Linked DNA regions of Callithrix jacchus: region 2 is linked to region 1. The links are chromatin contacts, called in public Hi-C maps. All regions are on one chromosome and are shown on one strand. Each heading gives the region's core, a stretch centred on a gene start, on an enhancer-like site or on the middle of the called end of the contact. The rest is flanking DNA. Distances are from core to core; before and after follow the strand shown. Region 1 overlaps LOC128928525 (a long non-coding RNA gene). Region 2 has its middle 47 kb from the start of KCNA5.

The links. Hi-C and Micro-C count contacts between places; a contact is called where the count stands out from the background.
Region 2: a contact with region 1 is called in a Hi-C map of skeletal muscle, with 11 times the contacts expected there. The contact joins two enhancer-like sites. A contact is called at or near these places in 3 of 3 Hi-C or Micro-C datasets (induced pluripotent stem cells and skeletal muscle).

Annotation. Positions count from the first base shown.
Region 1 is chr9:18,447,734-18,451,356 of calJac240_pri, forward strand. The region is part of intron 1 of LOC128928525 (a long non-coding RNA gene); the gene reads right to left. Among named protein-coding and RNA genes, the nearest start is that of KCNA6, 46 kb to the left of the region's middle. Within about 2 kb of position 1,783, at least 2 of the 16 cell types and tissues checked have an H3K27ac peak or open chromatin away from gene starts, as enhancers often do.
Region 2 is chr9:18,602,583-18,606,112 of calJac240_pri, forward strand. No RefSeq gene overlaps it. Among named protein-coding and RNA genes, the nearest start is that of KCNA5, 47 kb to the right of the region's middle. Within about 2 kb of position 1,574, at least 5 of the 16 cell types and tissues checked have an H3K27ac peak or open chromatin away from gene starts, as enhancers often do.

The DNA of each region.
Region 1 (3,623 bases), core at 533-3,032:
GTCTTCCACTCAGGGACTCGGTTTCCCTGTCTGGCAAGCAGGAAGTTGATTTCGGTGATCTCCAAGTTTCCTCCTGCAACAGACAGTGGTATGTTCACTTTTTCTTCCTGTGTTATGGGTCATTTGTCACCAACTTGCTACTTTCTGCAGTTTGAATAGTATCAAAAGTGGCCCTATCCCCCACATAAGCAAGCAATTTAAAAAAAAAAAACAACACCGGTTAAAATAAAATGAGATTGCCTCTTAGAACCAGTCGACTCATCAAAATGAGGCTGAGCCCTTCTGAGCTCAACAATGTTGACAGTAACTGATGCACAGCACTGGCTGGAAAAGTGCAAGTGCAGGGCTAAGGTTTACATTTCCTGTGTCAACAGTCACTCGCCTGCTGTCTGGTTTCTTTTTTCATCCTGCTTACTTTGTGCCGGCCAGGCCAGTGCCAGCTCGTGGCGCTCTGTGAGGCCGCCTTCCTATTGGTGACAGAGTCCTTGCTGCTCCTAATTTCCCGGTACTGCTTCATCTCTTGGACATGCTTCAGTGACTCTGTTCCAAGGTGGGTTTAGATGGCAAAGTGGATGACAATGGGAGGGGGTAGAGGAATCTCCTTAGAGACAAACCTGGGAGAAAGCATTTCTCATTCCAATCCACAATGGGTGGGGTAGGGGACTCTCCTTAGAGACAAACCTGGGAGAAAGCATTTCTCATTCCAATCCACAATGGGAGGGGTAGGGGAATCTCCTTAGAGACAAACCTGGGAGAAAGCATTTCTCATTCCAATCCACAATGGGAGGGGTAGGGGAATCTCCTTAGAGACAAACCTGGGAGAAAGCATTTCTCATTCCAATCCACACATAATCGTATTGTTATTCCACACCATGTATGGATCCACTATACGTATCCAATATTATTCCAATCGAGAACATAATTGCATCATTGCATAATTACAATATTGCATATTGCTTGGGACAAGGAAGAAGTATCTTTCAGTTTCTTTTTGTTCTGCTCTTAAACAGGAGAAGTTGCCGGTGATTAACAGGAACAAAATGCCAGGGCATGCTTTGCGTAGGTCAGTCCTCATTCTTCCTGGTGGATCAGAATCAGCTGGAGAACCTATCAAAATGCAGACTCCTGGGCTCCGAAACTCCGAATCAGAGGCCGGAGAATTTGCATTTCTATCAAGCTCTCAGGCGATGCTGAATGCGTAGCTCAGGGACCACACTTTGAGTAGCACCGGCCTGGAACACAGTGATACCAGGTCTTGGTCTCCATCCGCTGCAGTAAACACTACGCAGATAACCACCTGGGGGCTTTTGCCCCCAGTCAATGCAATAGAAGCACGCGCTGCTAGGTCTCCAAGGAAACGGGGACCGTGTCTTCTCCCGCTGTTAGTTAATGAGAGTGTGGTTGTAACTAAACTGCTGGCTAATTACCACGATGTGGGAAGCGTCCCAGGTCGGCTCTGTGAGCTTCTGCCGCTAGGGGGACCCAGGGCTATTTCTGCACAGGCCCCGGGGTGTGAGAAGAGGAAAAGTACTGAAAAGAGTGAGCGAAGCCGCTGAGAAAACACTGCACCACTGCACAGGCCCCCGCACAGCGCTGCCGTCTTGATGTGCACAGACACCGTCGAGAACCAGGGCTTGGCAGCGAGGGGGGATGGTTTCTTTTCTAAGTCGTTTGGTTTTCCTCCCTTTCTTTAAAGCACATTCACGGATGAGAAGCAGAAAGGGTCGCTATCCTGGCTTTGCAGATGGAATGAGCTCAGGAGAGAGGGCAAGGAGCTGGGGAAGATGCCAGCAGGGGAGGGCTGGGCTGGCAGGACCCAAACGTTCCTTGCCCAGGAGGGTCTTGGAGGAAAGGGGAGGCGGGTCTGGGGGTTTGGACTGGCCAGCTTCTGGCCGGGTCTCTGTCAACCCTGAATGTGGTGGCATAGATCAGGATGAGCTCCCTTGGGGTGGGGAAGGCAGAGGAATTCCTAAGGAAGAAAAAGACAGAAAAGCAGGTTTTGAAGTTAAGAAGACAAAATGACTGAGAGGGTATTTTCCCTGCCCTGAACTTGCAGAGAAGTATGGGTCATGAACTCTGGTGAGTGCCACCGCACACCCTGTTAACCGCCGTCTTCTGGGGACAGGCATATTGTGACCACCACAGAGGGCAGCACAGCAGCCACAGCGCCTGCTGAGCAGGAACGTGTGCCCTAACCTGCCGCGGTGTCCTGGCCCCTTCCCCTCTCATCACTCCCTTTTTCCCCTACAGCTTTGGAAACTGCTTCGTCCCTAACAAATGATCTGGCAGTCCCTAAAAACCACTTTGTTCCCTTTCTTGGCATGGCGGTGACCTTCTAATGCTTTTGGAGATAAGATAGGAGTCCAGGTGATGTTGGAATCCATGGTGGGCTGCCTATGTAATTATTTGAGGAACAAATTTCCATTGTGTGTGTGTGTGTGTGTGGGTCTTTGTGGGCATGTGGCTGTACACTTCAGTGGCAAATTATGATAACAAAACACTAGCTATCAAAATTTAGTTTGGGGATTTGGTGTAGAGTTCCACCCCACAACGATCTCATTCCCTTACTCACACTTGCTCGTCCCTGTGACCAACACATGCAGCTCCCTGTTCAGAGGGCGCCTACCGCAGCTGAAATGAGGCACCGGGAGTTCCTCCTTCTCAAGCTGCAGCCTGACTTTTCTCCAGGTTGCGGTGACAGCTTTTCGGCAAGTGCAAAACAAGCAGACCCTGTCCTTCGGAATTGAAAATGAAAAGTGTGTGTGCGTGTGTGTACGTACCCTTTCCGTATGCCTTAAAACATGTTTAGCAGGTAAAATTATGTCTCTCTGCTATTCTCTCACTGCCAGCACAGAAAGGATCCCACACAAAGAAGTCCGCAGGGTTCTGCTTCTCCTGCACTCAAGGCCTGGATAGGAATTCTGACTTTCCGAGTGACCGTTCCCAGAGGGCTTCTTTGCACCTCAGCTGAGTGCAGATGCAGGAGCTCTTCAAGACAGAGCAACTCCTTCACCCCTTAGTCATTCCGAGCTGTTTGGCTCAGAGGCACGCTCAGCATCAGATCTGGTCCTGACTCCAGCTTCCACTGAGTGCACTTCTTTAGGGCAGTGCACCCATGCCTGGGGGCCTCTCCATCCCCGGACCCCAGTGGCCACTCTGCACGGCTCCTATTTCCAACCCGGGATCTGCTGCTCCCTGCTGCTGCCTTGAGCACTGCCCGGCTGCTTGGACCAGGCAGGGCCCAGTGACCACAAGTCAGGGAATGTAGAGAGATGTTTGCCACAGATTGCGATCCTGATCCTTCCCCTGTCCTTGAAGGACCCCCTCCTCCCCTCTCTCCCTCGCAGCCTTCTCCAGGGCTGGAACTGACCCGGAACATCAGAGATAGGAAAGTCACTGCTCCAGTTGAATTTTGCTGCAGTTTCTTTTTTTCTCCCTTAGAGGCTGAGAGCTATTTTTAGCCAGGGACTTTTTTTTTTTTTTTTTTTTTTTTTTTTTGCAGGGGATCCACAGTCTATTTTAAAGGCCCTACGGAGGCCAAATCATTCAGTGTTTCTCACAGGGACTTCAGAGAGAGTTAGGTGGGGCAGGCCAGGGCGGTGGGGATGGTGGCACCTTCCTGA
Region 2 (3,530 bases), core at 324-2,823, 150 kb after region 1:
AACTTCTTCTTCTGTGACAGAGGATTGATGTGAATATTACAAGGTGACATAGCCAAAGCATCTAGCATTGTGTCTGGCACATGGTGGGGAGCTGTTATTTTTAATGCACCCCTTTCATTTTCTGATACACGCATAGCTTACACTAGCACAAAGTTAATTTAGCTTGTTCTACCAGTTTATGGATGTGTGCTGTGAGCCAACACTTTGTTAGTCACCTTCAGTAGGGGCTATCTCATTCAATCCTCCCAACTCTTCCTGTGATGTCGATGATATTTTCTCCAATTTCTAGATAGAATAACTGAAGCTGGAGATCAGGAATGTGAAAATGGGTTCTCCAAGGACTCTGCTAGCAACTTTCCACCCCCTTCCACATCTGCATCATGTTTATTTGCTTATCTCAAGAAAGATGACACAAATGAGAAGACACAAGCCCTGTCCTCAGAGAGCCCAGAGTCTAGGAAAGCCAAGAATGTCAGCAAGAACTCTAACCAAGCTTCAGGGAAAACAGACTCAGGCCCCTGTGGGCTGATTGGGCATAGCAGTGTACAGCAGGTAGTGGGGCAGTGGAGAAGGTGTGGGCCTGGATCCTCCAAGTGGAGCTTCATATAGCCTTGGACGACATGGGCACTAGAATGGAAGGAAGTGGACCAAGAATCAAGGCCAGGAGAATTCCATAAGGAGAGCCAAATGCAGCCTTTTAAAAATTAGGGCCACAGTGCAGAGAAGGAGGAGGAAGAGGGGAAAGGTGTGAGGGAGAAACCAATACCCTGACTATATTGGCAAGAAGCTGGCAGTTCTGTTAAGTGACCCAGAGGATCCTGGTGACAAAGCGAAGTGGCAGTTTGGAGAAGTAAAAAAAAAAAAACAAAACCAAACCATGGGCTCTGGGCCTGACTTCAAGTCCTGCTGTTGGTGTCGGCCATCCACTCATGGACAAGTCACTTACTTCTCGGCCTCTATCTCCTCTCCTCGACCACTGGGTAACGGTACCCACCTTGCAGGTCAGTGAGAAAGAAAGGGAGCTTGCTTCGGGGTGACCTTCGTCCTTTCCGGAGCTGTGGGATCCAGCCAGGGGTAGTGTTCCTCTACTGAGACCTGACGCAGTTCCGACCCAGTTAAGAAGTATAAACTATAGCCAACTTTGTATCCCTTTCCTGTTGTTTTTTTGTTTGTTTGTTTTAAATATTAGAAGAATCCTTGAAGTGGGCGTCTCATTCTTTGAATGATAAACTGAGGCAAAATCAAGAGTACCAATGGCCTTTATCTCACATTGAGTAGGAATCGGAGCCCTGGGATGCAGCCTTCCTGCTCCAGACCTGAGAGCTTTGCATCCCAGTGTTCCTGAGAACCCCCTGGGGCCTAGTGAGAGCAGGTTCTTTGAATCCCCACAGAGGAGGGCACAGGTCTGGAATGGGACCGGAGTCCTCATTGCTCACAAGTGCTCCAGGGTCTTCTGACCCAGGGGGCCCAGGGACCACAGTTGAGAGCCTTTGCCTTAGACCCCATATGCTCCTCCTTCCTCTGCGGTCCTTCCTCTCTCATGGCGCAGAGCATCTTTCATGGACGCTCTCTTTTTCTGTGCTGCCCAGGCTCCTGGCCCCAGCATGTTCTAGTGGCACTCTCTGAAAACCCCTTCTCTGGCTGTCCTGCAGTCATCTTTGCATTCTGTCATGGCCAGAGCTGGCTAATGGATGGGGTCCAGGCTAGTGAGCTGCCCTCATTGCCAAGAGGGAACCCTTGGAGGGCTCGTGGGCAGCTGAGCCGGGCACTCTGGATCTTGCCCTTCTCTTCTCTCCCTCTCCCACGGAGAAGTGTTTGGGGCAAGGCTGAGCCAGAACTTCGCTGGAACTTCTCTGCTGAGCATGACTTGGCCGCCCTCTTTCCTCGAGCCTTCCGCTTCGGGGCGCTAATCTCACTTCCTCTCACATTAATATCCCAGTCTCTTGCCTCCCCTGGGCTCTCTTGCTCTTTCTCCCGATCTCCTGTCTGATCTCACCCCACTGCGATCTCCAGCACCCAGACTGCCAGAATGGAGCTGGGAGGTAGTGACTAATGTGCTTGGAGGTGAGTCATCTGCTAAATATAAAAACCCACTCACATCCCTGGATGAAAAGATTCTGAGAGGCTCCGCGTCCTTCCCCCCAATCCACCCTTCCTCAGGGGACTGAGAGAAGTTTATTCGTGAACAGAAAACAGATGCCAAGGAGCAGCCACAGCAGCAGCATCTCCTTGCCCTTAGCTCCCTCCTGCAGATCTCTAAAGGCAGGAATTTCCCTGTCTCTCCAGTTGCTCTAGAGGGAAGGAGTCGGGTTGGGAAGACTGTGGCTCCTGTCCTCTGTGGAGTTATGAAGGAAGCAAAATTGATCTTCAGGACTTCTTCCTGTCTTCCTTCTGCCCCCTTTCTTGTGCGATAGACCCCAGACCACGTAGCCTCCTGCAAATGTAAAGATGAGCCTTTTAAATACATTGCTATCTTGCAGGCCTTGGGCATGCCTCACCATACGCGATTGAATTGATGGATTTCAGGTGTGGCCTTACCTTTGGACAGGTGCCTCCCTTAGGGTCATTCAGTTCCCACTACAGAGAGTGCATCTTGCTGGGCCTGACTGCTGTGAGTCTTTGTTCCCCTTGGAATAGGGGTCCTTTATGCATGCATGCGTGTGTGTGTGTATGTGTGTGTGTGTGTGTGTGTGTGTGTGTGAAGTATCACATATAGATTTGTTTGTATTTTATTTTTTATTTTTGTGTGTACGTAGTTGGTGTATATGTTTATGGAGTAAACGTATACGTAGTGTTCACAACAGGGTAAAATGGGATATCCATCACCTGAAGCATTTATCCTTTGTGTTACAAACAATCTAATTATACTCTTTTAGTTACAATTAAATCAATATTGACTATTATCACTCCGTTGTGGTATCAAATACTAGATCTTATTTGTTCTTTCTGTTTTCTGTACCCAGTAACTATTCCCACTTTTCCTTTGGCACCCAACCGCAGGACTTGAAGTCTGAAAGGCTGAGTTCTAGTCCTCAGATAGGAGCTAACTTCCTCTGTGACGTCAGACAGTGTCTTTACCTCTCTGGGCTTCATTCTCCTAAAATCTGTTTGTAATGGAGTCTTACTAAATGCTCTTGGAGGTCCAGCCCATCCCTTTCTGTGATCACCACATACCCTTTGCTTACATAGACGGTGGTCTGAAGGTCTCTGTCTGGGGAAGGAACACAGGTGGACTCCCTGGCCATGTGCCTCATATGTATGTGCCTTACATGCATGTGATGTGGGGAAAATGCCAACCGATGGCCTGACAGGCATTTACTCTCACTTCCGTGGTGCAGGCACTTCAGGGTAGGCAGTGAAAACGCGGTTTCCACCTTCAAGGACTGTGATCTGAAATCAAATGGCACATTTTCTCATGTGAAATGTGAATTTGACTCCCTTCTCCATCTTTTCATTTGTCTGCCTCTTTTTTCCATTCCCAGCCTTTTTGAATGGCAAAGGAAAGGCCATTTCAGTGGAGGTTAGAAGGC